Regions from separate parts of the Mus musculus genome. Here regions 1 and 3 are each linked to region 2. Evidence: chromatin contacts called from public HiChIP or PLAC-seq and promoter capture Hi-C data. All regions are on one chromosome and are shown on one strand. The core of a region is the stretch at or near the end of the contact, and the rest is flanking DNA. Distances in the headings are between cores, read along the strand shown.

What was found. HiChIP or PLAC-seq counts read pairs in DNA pulled down with a chosen protein or histone mark. Capture Hi-C pulls out chosen DNA fragments and counts their contacts.
Region 1: a promoter capture Hi-C map of liver shows a contact between it and region 2. The contact joins the promoter of Cmtm8 here to the promoter of Cmtm6 in region 2. A contact is called at or near these places in 5 of 115 datasets of contacts at active chromatin or transcription factors (the 230-238 cell line, embryonic stem cells, extraembryonic endoderm stem cells and 1 more) and 3 of 9 other capture datasets (adipose tissue, liver and pancreatic islet).
Region 3: a contact with region 2 is called in an H3K27ac HiChIP or PLAC-seq map of embryonic stem cells, with 6 read pairs. The contact joins the enhancer-like site here to the promoter of Cmtm6 in region 2. A contact is called at or near these places in 1 of 39 promoter capture datasets (macrophages), 42 of 484 Hi-C or Micro-C datasets (the 63-12 cell line, B cells, the BV-2 cell line and 29 more), 17 of 115 datasets of contacts at active chromatin or transcription factors (CD8 T cells, the SCID.adh cell line, bone marrow-derived dendritic cells and 10 more) and 4 of 9 other capture datasets (adipose tissue, embryonic stem cells, liver and 1 more).

What each region holds. Positions count from the first base shown.
Region 1 is chr9:114,842,122-114,846,069 of GRCm38.p6, forward strand. It overlaps Cmtm8 (CKLF-like MARVEL transmembrane domain containing 8), which reads right to left and starts at 2,031. Exons shown (of 4, transcript NM_027294.2): 1 at 1,660-2,031. The coding sequence starts at 1,806.
Region 2 is chr9:114,728,950-114,732,455 of GRCm38.p6, forward strand. It overlaps Cmtm6 (CKLF-like MARVEL transmembrane domain containing 6), which reads left to right and starts at 2,254. Exons shown (of 4, transcript NM_026036.3): 1 at 2,254-2,424. The coding sequence starts at 2,287.
Region 3 is chr9:114,662,612-114,666,484 of GRCm38.p6, forward strand. No RefSeq gene overlaps it. Among named protein-coding and RNA genes, the nearest start is that of Dync1li1, 24 kb to the right of the region's middle. Within about 2 kb of position 1,725, at least 17 of the 459 cell types and tissues checked have an H3K27ac peak or open chromatin away from gene starts, as enhancers often do. A contact at or near this core is called in the N1E-115 cell line, embryonic stem cells, extraembryonic ectoderm and 1 more, where this site is marked.

The sequences.
Region 1 (3,948 bases), core at 781-3,280, 110 kb after region 2:
CACACATACACCAACCCCAAAAACTGTATGGGGGAGCTCCCTGCAGCCTATAGAGCCATGTGAACACATCAACAGTAGTTCACCTTAGTGATGGGACGAAGGGTCCTTGACAGTTCTATCGCTTTCATATTCTCTGAAGGTATGTAACAGAGAGCACGTGGGCAGCAAACACACCAACACAAGGTGGTGGTGGTCTGAGCCACCCCACAGAAGCCCCAACTCAGTCACTTGAGCGTCTATTTGCTTTTCTGAAGCGGGAGAGCCAGCCAACTCCCTCACTCACACAGCAAATATTTGTTGAGCTCTTTAACGCCAGGCCAGGCCTTGCACTGTGACTGTAATACTTAGGGCTATTTAATAGGGCTGCAAATACCCTTGGGGCTGCCTGGGCCAACCATTTTGGAGATGAGCTAAGCTAACACTTTCCCAACTTTCCGTGGAAGCTGATTGGGTGGGTCTGGGGTGGATCTGCGCCTTGAGTCAGCAAGCTCCCGGGATCCACACAGGGGCTGCTGAAGGTTTCTCAGAGGGTCCATGCACACTCAACCACTGTACAACACGATCTCCGCCCCCATTCTCTAGCTTTCCTATGGGCTGGATTTCAGTTTCACAAATGCTTCCTTGGGTCTGAGATGCAACAGAAGGGGGACTCCTATTTAGACTGTGGGAGTCGACGCTCCTTAGCAGGTAGGAGCAGGGAGCAAGAAAAGGGCAGACATAGGTTTGAATCTCAGCTCTGCCAACAAGTGTAAACTTCCGTCCAGTCTCTGACTCAGTTTCCTCGCGTGTAAAATAAGCTTACTTGCAACCACCTTCAAGGGAGAGCGCATCAGGGCCTACACAAACTTAGAAGCTCCTCCAGGACTGACACCCTGGTAGAGGGCGAGGACAATAGATAGTGGCCTCCACCAGTAGTCAACAGAACTCCAGGCGGAAGGCCTGGCTTCCCAGGAACAGCACGTACAAGTCCTGCCTCCCTCCCGGGCACTTGCCCAGCCCCCACCAGGATGTGCTCAGTCCGTACAGCGGCCCTCAAGGGCTTAAAGAGGTTGAGATTCTCAGATTTATTCAGGGAAATGTTCTTGATTCATCTGTATTTGACCACAGGAAGTTAATTACTCAGAAGTTCTCTCCTTTATAACTTTTAATAGGAAAACTTTTAAAACTGGGGGTGCGGCTCAGCGATAGAGCATCCGACTGGCACGTGAAGCTCTGAGTTCCAGACCAGCACTTTGGAAGGGTCAGTTTGATAACAAACAAACAAACAAACAAACAAAAACGTTGTTTTTTAGGGACCCCTGCACGTGGAGATCAGGTGAGGTAGGCCCTAAGTATTCCAGACACCCATTATCTATAAACGCCCACCAAAGTATCCGGCTCCCGGGAAAGACCACCATCCTTCGAATGAAAACAGCAAGCTGTGAGTTACCTCCCACAGCAGACATCCTGAGGGTCACAACCCTGGTTCCCAAGGGAGCCTCAGGTGAAAGAACCTGAATGTGAGTTTTGCACTTTACAAAGAAGTCGAAGCTCAAGAGTGTTCCCGGAGCCCGCGGGAAGACCGGAGCCAGCTCGGTGGGCGGAGCTGGAGGCGCGCGAGCTAGCCGAGTCCACCTGCCTCCCTCCGCCCGGCCCAGCCCGGCCCGGCCCGACACTTACGATCTCGGCTACGATCAGGAGCCCCGGCGGGGTACGGAGGAACTCTCGGTCGTAAGCGAAGCTGCTGCTGGTGGTGGAGAAGTTCTCCGCAAAGGAGCTGGTAGTGGTGGTGACCGTGTGCGAGCGCGCGCGCTGCTGCTCTTCCATCGTCGCCCCGGGAGCTGGCCCGGGTCCCCGAGGACCCTACCCCCACCCAATGAGTTCCCTGGGCTCAGGATCGCGGGCCAGGGAATCGCGGATGATGGGAGGCGGGCAAACCCGGGTGATCTCCAGGGTCAGGTCCGCAAGTGTCCCAACACCTCGGCGAGCGCACTCTGGGTCTGCTCGGAGACCCGGGAACGGGATCGCTGGCGACCGGTGGCAGTGGACTGCGGGGGAGGGGAGAGAAGAGGAGGGGCGTAGACTGGGCGGGTGAGGGCGGGCACTCCAGGACCTCCCCTCGGGGGCGCCGCCGCGCGGCCACAGCACCTGTCTCCCAGGGACTGAGAGCTCTCGGGGGTGCAGGGACGCGTACCGGATCGCTAAGGGTGAGCGGCACCTCCTGGTCACACTCCTTCTAGCTCGAGCCACAATTAGGCTCCGCCCACCTAGGGCCACCAGACTTGGACCAGCTTCCTCCCACCTGGCTGGACTAGCAGCAGGGCCTCTTAAGGAAACTCAGGCCTCTAGGGACGTGGCCGCTCCAGGACTACAGGCGGTTGGGGGAGGGAGGCTAGAATTGTGACCTAACCAGACCTTAAACCAGGGATCGATGTGAGGCCGCTTGGACAGCCCTCACCCACTCCGCTGCAGCCGTCACCAAAGCCGGCGCTGTTTCCTGCCCCTCCTGTCCGGAACAATTTGAGGAACCAACTTAATCGCCGGGGAGTGAGAGCGAGAGGCTTCTAGGCGCTCTCCACAACTTTGGCGGAGACTAGCTGGATTGTGGAGAGGAAGATGGAAAGTGGGGGAGATGTTCGGGATTCCTGGTCAAGATGTATCAATATGACAGATCTCATTAGCTTTGGGGGGGGGGGGGCTTGTTTCAAACTTGAATGGAACCGTCTGTGCAAAGTGATGTTTATGACAAGCTAGTTGTGCTTCCCGGGGTCAGGGAGGAGGGGTGGACATCTCCTTGCGTGGGCAGCTGTGTGCCAGTCAGGTGAGTGCTGCGCAGAACCCTGGGTACTTGTGTAATTAGCATGAAGTTATTGGTTCTGCTTTACTGGACCTCAGTGCTACCACCCGTGTTTCAAGACGGACTTTGATGGACGATGGACATTTGGCTAAAATGATCTGCTTCCATGTGCCTGTCCTCCTCTTGTTTTGTGAAGAGTGACAAGAGACAATTCATCTGAACCCACCAAGTGGGCTTTGATTCGAAGTGAAGGCATATCAGATTTTAAAAGTTGTCAGAAAGTGTATCCTATTGGTGGATCCGAAAAGAAAGCACAAAGAACAAGCTAATAGAAGGAGTTAGTTTATGGGAGATGGTGGCTCACACATTTAATCCTAGCACTCAGGAGGCAGAGGCAGGCAGATCTCTGAGTTCCAGACCAGCCTGGTCTACAGAGTGAGTTCGAAGACAGCCAGAGATACACAGAGAAACCCTGATTTGAAAAAACAAACAAACAAACAAACAAACAAAAACATCTTTTTAACCTGGGTGGTGGTGTTGCAAGCCTTTAATCCTAGCCTGGAGAGGTAGAGGTTTGAGGCCAGCCTGGTCTACAGAGTGAGTTCCAGGACAGCCAGAGATACACAGAGAAACCCTGTCTTGGGGGTGGGGTGGGGGCGGGGAGAGTTTAAACCTGGGTCCTCCCTAGGAAAACTCTAGGGTAAAGTGTTTCAAGAATATGCCAACAGTTTCAGTGTGGTGGCTCATACTGATAATTTCATCACTGGGGGAGCTGAGGCAGGAGGATAGAGTTCAAAGCTAGCCTAAAGTTACAGGGTAAGGGGCTGGTGAGATGGCTCAGTGGTTAAGAGCGCCGACTGCTCTTCTGAGGGTCCCGAGTTCAAATCCCAGCAGCCACATGGTGGCTCACAACCATCCATAACTAAATCTGATGCCCTCTTCTGGAGTGTCTTCAGACAGCTACAGTATACTTACCTATAATAATAAATAAATCTTAAAAAAAAAAAGTAAAGTTACAGGGTGAGACCCTGTCTGAAATAATAGTCTGTGCTACATAGTGAGCTCAGCCTAGATACAGAAACCCTATCTAGAAATACATAGTTCAAGGTCATATTGGGATCCATAGAGGGTTTGAGGCCAGGCTGGGCTACATAGTGAGACCCAGTCTCTCC
Region 2 (3,506 bases), core at 1,004-3,503:
ATCCTGGGACTGGAGAGATGGCTCAGTACTTAAGGGTAGTTGATGCTCTTGCAGAGGACCCAGGTTTGATTGTAGGCACTTTACAACGACCTATAACACCAGTTCCAGAGACTCCAATGCCCTCTTCTGACCTCTGTGGGCAGAAGAGATTTACCTGGTATACAAATATACATGCAGGCAAATATAAATTTAAAGTTAAAAAATTTATTTTTTCCTTTGTATATTTGTGCAGGGGTGTGTGTGTGAGAGAGAGAAAGAGAGAGACAGAGAGAGACAGAGATCAGAGACAGACACACACGGAGAGTGTGCATATATGCATATATCAGGAGAGTCCATAGAAGGACATTGGATCCCTTGGAACTGGAGTTACAGGTGGTTGTAAGCCACCCTATGTGGGTGCTGGGAACCAGACTTAGATTCTATTAAAGAGCAGAAATTGCTTTTAACCACTGAGCCATCTCTCCAGCCCCATAAATATAATTTTAAAATCTAGGACCTACATATGAGACAGACCATATGGCCTTTGTCTTTTGAATGTGCCTTATTTCCCTTCACAGTAATACTCTGTTGTATTCATTTTCCTACAGATGTCATGGTTTCACAAAACAAGAACAATAAACTTGAGTAAAATTCCACTAAATGTTCTGCATTTCTTTTGTCCACTCATCTGTTGGCATGGTCAGTATGTTCATGTCATATATCAATATCTGACACTCTGATTAATCTTTTTGTTAATTGTCCTTTGAAATTTTCATTAATCTGCTAACTGTCCTGCCAGAAAGGATTTTCTGTCTCTGGTTGGCACGGGGCAGTAAACTTAATATCCAGATCTGGTTTTCAGTTGTACTGTAAACATCCAATGATACTGAAAAACAAGAACAGGGAAGACAGCTTAGCTGGTAAAGTGCTGGCTGCCATTGGTGATGTGAGTTCGATTCCTAGAACCCATATAAAAAGACCAATGTAGCCTGTGCTTGTAACGGCGGAGCTGGCAAGGCGGGACGCTGATCTCTGGGTCTTCTTAGCCTTTTAGCCTCACCTATCTAGTAAGCTAGGTTCAGTGAGACACACTGCCCTAAAACAGGGTAGATGGTGCCTGAGGAACATACTCAAGGTTGACTTCTGACCTCCACACTTGCACCCGCGCGAGCCTGCACCTTCATACGCGGGTGCACCCCTCCCGCCCATGAGAAGATGACTATCTGAAAGATGGAAGATAGTGAGACGTGAGAAATAAGTCAAATCTCTGTGGGAGGAGCATGGAGGGGTGCAGCTCAACGGGGGGGGGGGCGGGGGGGCGGGGCGGGGGGAGACGGGGACGGGCGCGGGGGAGGAGGGCGGTTAGCATACAGAAGGACCTCAATGTGATCTCTGGCAGTTTTAAAAAAACAAAACAGGCTGAGGGGAGGAGGAGCACGTGCCTGTAATCTCAGCACTTCAGAGACAGAGGCAGGAGGATTGTCACTAGTTGCAGACTAGTGCTGGCTATGTACATAGTTCTAGGCTAGTCTGGGCACGTGAAACCTTGGTTTTATTTCTTTTATTTTTAAATCAGACCGAAACGAAACTAAAAGACACAGATCAAGTCAGGGCGGAGAGGTGGCTCAGTAGGTAAAGGCGCCAGTTACTAAGCCTGAAAATGAATTCAATTCTCAGGAAGAAATGACTCAGAATAGTTTTCTGACCTCAGCACAACGCTCCTTCTTAGATAGGTGGATGGACGGATGGATAGATAGATCGATAGATAGATAGATTAAAAATATAGATAAAATAGATAGATTAATCAAAGTGTAATTTAAAAAATCCAAAAAACAAAAAAGCTGAAGTCCATCGAAAGCATGAAACTGTCAAGAGTTAGCCGGGCAGTGGTGGCGCAACGCCTTTAATCCCAGCACTTGGGAGGCAGAGGCAGGCAGATTTCTGAGTTCGAGGCCAGCCTGGTCTACAGAGTGAGTTCCAGGATAGCCAGGGCTACACGGAGAAACCCTGTCTCGAAAAACCAAAAATAAATAAATAAATAAAATAAAAACCCAAAAAAAGAAAGAAACTGTCGAGAGTTAACCAGAGAGCAGGAAAGGCAGAGGGGTGTGGCGAACAAGAGGCGCGGCAAACCATGGGGGCGTGGCAAAGGGAGAGAAATTCTATGGGCTGGAGCTCAGCAAGCGAGGGGGCGTGACGAGGCGTGAGGAGGGCGGAGTTGACCGGAAGCGTGGGCGGAGTCCCAGGAAGTGACGCCCCCTACCGCTCGGCCGAGAGTTTAGCTGGGTGAGCGAGTGTTTGCGGGCGATGGAGAACGGAGCGGTCTACAGTCCCACCACCGAGGCGGCCCCGGGCACTGGCAGGGGTGCGCGCAGCGGCCTGGCCGCCTACTTCGTCCTGGGCAGGCTCCCTTGGCATCGGCGCATCCTCAAAGGCTTGCAGCTGGTGAGCCTACGGCGGCGGCCGGGACCTGTGGGCTGAGGGCTGGGGTGGATGCCTCGAGGCTGCCGCTCGCTCGGCCTCCTCGTTCGGGAAGCAGCCGTTTCCACACCCCAGTTCCTTCCCTTCCTACCCGGGAAGGAGGCGTTGCCGTCCACCGCCTACCCGTGGCCCGGCCTCAGCCTCTTAAACCCTTTTTCCCTTCTCTCAGCTAGAATTCTTTCATTATCGCCCAGAATGCTTGTGTTTCAGACAACGTAGTGCTTTCTGTTTATCTTTTCTGGCTTTTGCGGTTTTCCGGGTGCTGGCCCATTAGGGCAATATAACATGTCGGATAGTTTGTGTATGTGTTTAACTTGCACAGTGAGTTTGATCAAGGCAGAGAGAGTCGAAAGGGCATCTTTCTGCTTCATGTGTGCGGGTGAGAGAACCTGAACCTGCTTCTCTTTATTTCCGCCTAGGCGTGAAACTGTAGTCATCTTTGCTATTTAAATTATGATACTCCTGCTGTGTCTCAGCTGCCAATGGGTATTAAGGTTTTTCAAGAAGACACTTTTCGGAAAACCAAATTGTTTAGAATGTTTATGGGTTTTGTTTAGTTTTGTGAGCCATTTATGCTAAAAGTGGCCCACTGCCTTTCTTGGGAAGATTTAAAATTCTCAAAACGCCGATAATCAGAACTTACATTCTTGGAACTCAGTTGACCTACTTTCCTGAAGTAGAAAGCCAGCAGTTAGAAAACTGGCGCTGCTTTTAGGTGCCAGCTTGGGGATGAGAGGAAATCATTCAGAGACAAGTGATAAGTAGATCTGGTCTTGTGTAACCCCCTACATCCTCCTAAGATGTCTGCAGTGGACACCTTTAGGTTCCGCAGGCACCTGGGTTCCCCGTCTTTGCGCATTTGCAGAACCTGTTCCTTTAACCCAGATGGGTGTGGTTTTGCCCCCACCCTTCCACCTCCTTCTTTTCCTTCTCCCTCTCTCCCCTTGTTCCTCTCTTCCTCCCCCTCTCCTTTCCATTCCTTCTCTTCCACTCTTTTTTCACAGGGTCTCAAGTCTCATGTAGTCCAGTTAACTTTAGACTCACTA
Region 3 (3,873 bases), core at 475-2,974, 67 kb before region 2:
TCTGCACTCTACCACACTTAGCCTTATTCCCAGAGACAGGGGACCTGTCTTGACTGGACACTAGAAAGCCTCTGTTGATCCGCCTGGTTCCCGTCACCCCCATAGGGCAGGAGTCGCAGGCAAGCACAACCACACTGAACCTTTAAAAAACAAAACATAACAAAACAAAACCAAGAAACATTTTATGTGCATGGTTACTTTGCCTATGCATATATCTGTGCACCGCGTTCGAGCTATGCTCATCTGACACCGGAAGTAGATGTCAGATGCCCTGAGCCTAAGTAACAGATGATTGTGAGCCACCATGCGGGTGCTGGAAATCAAACCTGGGTTCTTTGTTAGAATGGTCAGTGCTCTTAACTGCTGCGCCAGCTACCTCTACAGCCCCCACCATGCTGGGCTTTTTATATGTTGCTTAGATCCAAACGTGGGTCTTCAAGTTTCAGCAACCAGCACTCTTGTCTACTGAGCTGTCTGCCCAGCCCCAGAACTCCTTTTGCTGTTGTTGTTGTTGCTGTTTGTTTTGAGTAAGCTGGCCTCATATTCACTATGTAGCCGAGGGTGACCTTGAACTTCTGATTTTTCTGTTTCCACCATCCATTTCCTAAGTGCTGGGATTGTAGGTGTGTACTACCTCCCTCCCACCCCTCTCATAACAGCTCTCCTACCTGAGACAGACGGGGTGCTGTTTGTGTGGGCAGGACTTATTCAACCAGCCCTTGCTTTATTCAGGGAAGGTTGGCAGCCAGTTCTCATGTTGTATCTTCCCTGATGGGCTCCTTGCTTCCTTCCCAGTGTGACTTTATTGCAGGTCCATCCCAAGATGTGATGTAGTCTGCCTCCTGTACATCTTAAATCCATGATTTTTGAGACTTACTTTGGCCCACTGAATGGGACAGAAGCTATGTCTTTCAAAATCTTGAGCCTTGTTCTCTTTCTTTTTTCTTTAGATCGAAGTCATGATTGTTTGTTATTCCTAAAAGGCTTATTTTTGTCTGGACTCGCTTAGAAGTTGAAGCTCTCAGCATGTTCTGCCTCCGTCCCTTGGCAACCTGTTCCTATAGAGCCTCGTTTTCTTGAGAGGCCTTGTAGCTCCCACCTGCTGATGCATGGACTATTCCCTACCAAGACAGAAACTCCCAGGTAGACTGCTGGCTTTGGGGAACCACGTGGAGAGACTGCAAGCTAACAGTTAGCCATAGACCTTAGCTCATCCTAGCCTCTTTGGAGCCAGTGACTCTGTTGGTGTCTTGTACTTGCATAAGTAGTTCCAAAGAGATCAGCGGGACCACACGGCTGAGTCCAGCTAGTCCACAAGACGAGAAATAACAAAGCACTGTGTACATGAAGTGCGTGCGCACACGGCCCCACCCCCACCTCACCCCCTGCGCACATGCGCACAGAAGCCAGAAGGCGGCACCAGATGCCCTCCTCCAGCAGTCTCCACCTACTCCTTTGAGACAAGGTCTCTCCTGGAACCTGGGACTCACGATTTCTCAGCTAGGCTAGAAGCCTGCAAGCCCCAGTGATTCACCTTTCTCTGCCCACCTCAGACAGGGGCTACACGAGATGCTGGACTTATTGTCTGGGTACTGGGATCTGAACTCGTGCTCATAACTTCACAAACTTCCTAGGGCTGAGCCATCTCTCCAGCCCCTACAGCACTGTTATTTTAGGCTGTGGCCCTCTGCAATGGCTTGCTGTGCAGCCATGTGTAGGAGACTCAGTCTTCTCCAGTTTGTTTTTATCTGGGTTGCCACCGTGCCGCATGGGTAAGGGAGGGAGTAGAAACGTGAAGGGGTGCAGAATTTTGAAAATAGAAATCCCTTTAGCTCATTCCCTATGATCTCCCCAGTCTTCTGCAGCAGCCGTTCTGGTCTCCAGCGAGGCAGACCGTTGGTGATCTGACCTGACATTCTCTTTTCCCCGTAGCACCGCTCTGATTTTAGCAATCTCCCTGACAAAGGCAGGCTATTTCTGAACCTCTTTTGTAATGAGAAAGTGTAATAGGCTTTAAACGGAAGCATTCTGTGAGATTGGCCAGAGAGACTCCCTAAGTGGAGCTAACCGACAAAGTGTTTCTTTCTTGTTCTTCTGTTCTTCCTTCCTCCATTAGAATGTTGGTTGGAGCTGTAGTTGTCACCTTGCACCATGAAGTGACTAATGGCGAGAAATATGTACTAAGAATAGCAGGATTGAACTAGAAGACTGATGGGCTGGATGGTTCAGTGGTTAAGAGCCCTGACTGCTCTTCCAGAGGACCTGTTCCTCTCCCAGCTCCCAGCATTCACATGATGGCTCACAGCCATCTGTAATTCCATTCCAGAGGATGTGATGGTCTCTGTGGATATTGTGTGCATGTGGTACATAGATATAGATATAAATACCGACAAAATACCTATATACATAAAATAAAAGTAAATAAATTGCAACAAGCCAAAAGAAAGAAAGAGAGAGAAAGACAGACAGAAAGAAAGAAAGAAAGAAAGAAAGAAAGAAAGAAAGAGAGAAAAATAGCTCATTGGAATGTCCATATAACTTTGCATTTTCTAGCTCCAACAGCTGATGCCCTCTCTGATGTGTGCCTGTGTGCCTTTTTTGTTTGTTTGTTTGTTTGTTTTGTTTTTCGAGACAGGGTTTCTCTTTATAGCCCTGGCTGTCCTGGAACTCACTTTGTAGACCAGGCTGGCCTCGAACTCAGAAATCCGCCTGCCTCTGCCTCCCAAGTGCTGGGATTAAAGGCGTGCACCACTATGCCTGGCACCTGTGTGCCTTTTAAAAAGAGATTTACCTCTGTATATGAGTTCTCTATCTACACCTACATACCAGAAGAGGGCATCAGAACTCACTATAGATGGTTGTGAACCACCCATGTGGTTGGTTACAATTGAACTCAGGACCTCTGGAAGAGTAGTCAGAGCTCTTAACCACTGAGCCATCTCTCTAACCTCCATGTCGGTAAGCTTTAATATTTACATCAGTGTGTGTTTCTGACTCTGGTTTCTTATAGGGAGGAGGTTGTCTCACAATTACTCTTCAAAGGCTCCGTAGTCTTCAGTTGGTGTTAAGGTTGGTTTATAAAATGTATTCCACAGAACCAGGTGGTGATGGCACAGGCAGCACTCAATGGGAGAGAGGCAGGTGGATCTCTGTGAGTTCGAGGCCAGCCTGGTCTGCAGAGAGTTCCAGGACAGCTAAAGCTACACACAGAAAAACTCTGTCTTAACCAACCAACCAAAGGAGCCCACAGGTGAAGTGGAAACTTAAGGGTTCTTTGGAAAGTTAGTTGGATGGTGTTTTGCTGGGGCAAACACGTGAAGGAGTGTTTCATTAAAGTGGACACAGATGTGAAGGGCTAAGGCAGACTCGTGAAGGAATGTTTCACTTCGTGAAGGAGACACAGGAGAGAGGATGTTCTGCTAAAGCAAGCACATGAAAGGACATGTGATGAAGGATTCTTTGCTAACAGCATACAAATTGGTCCACCTTCCATTGCATAGTTGAGTTGCATTTGTCAGGACTTGATAGAGAGAAACTGGCCAAAAGACTTCTGGTGGTGTGCTACAGTTTCTTGCTGCTTCTGTGGACTTGGGCTGATTGACGGAGTGATGTCAGCCGAGACAGACACACATACTGAGGCAAGACCTGTGGAGGACACGTGATGTTTGGAGAGTGTATAAAAAGGACTCTACTGGCAATGAAGGAGGCTGAGCTAGGCTTGCTTATAGAGCTAGTGGTGCAATGCTTGTGGGTCTGACCATCGATTCTCTGAGAGAGGCACAGCTGAGAACTTCTGCCGGCATCCCTCCTTGTCTCTCCTGCTAACTCGTACCAAGGCTGAGGCCCGGTTATCTCTGCTAGGTCATATCACCG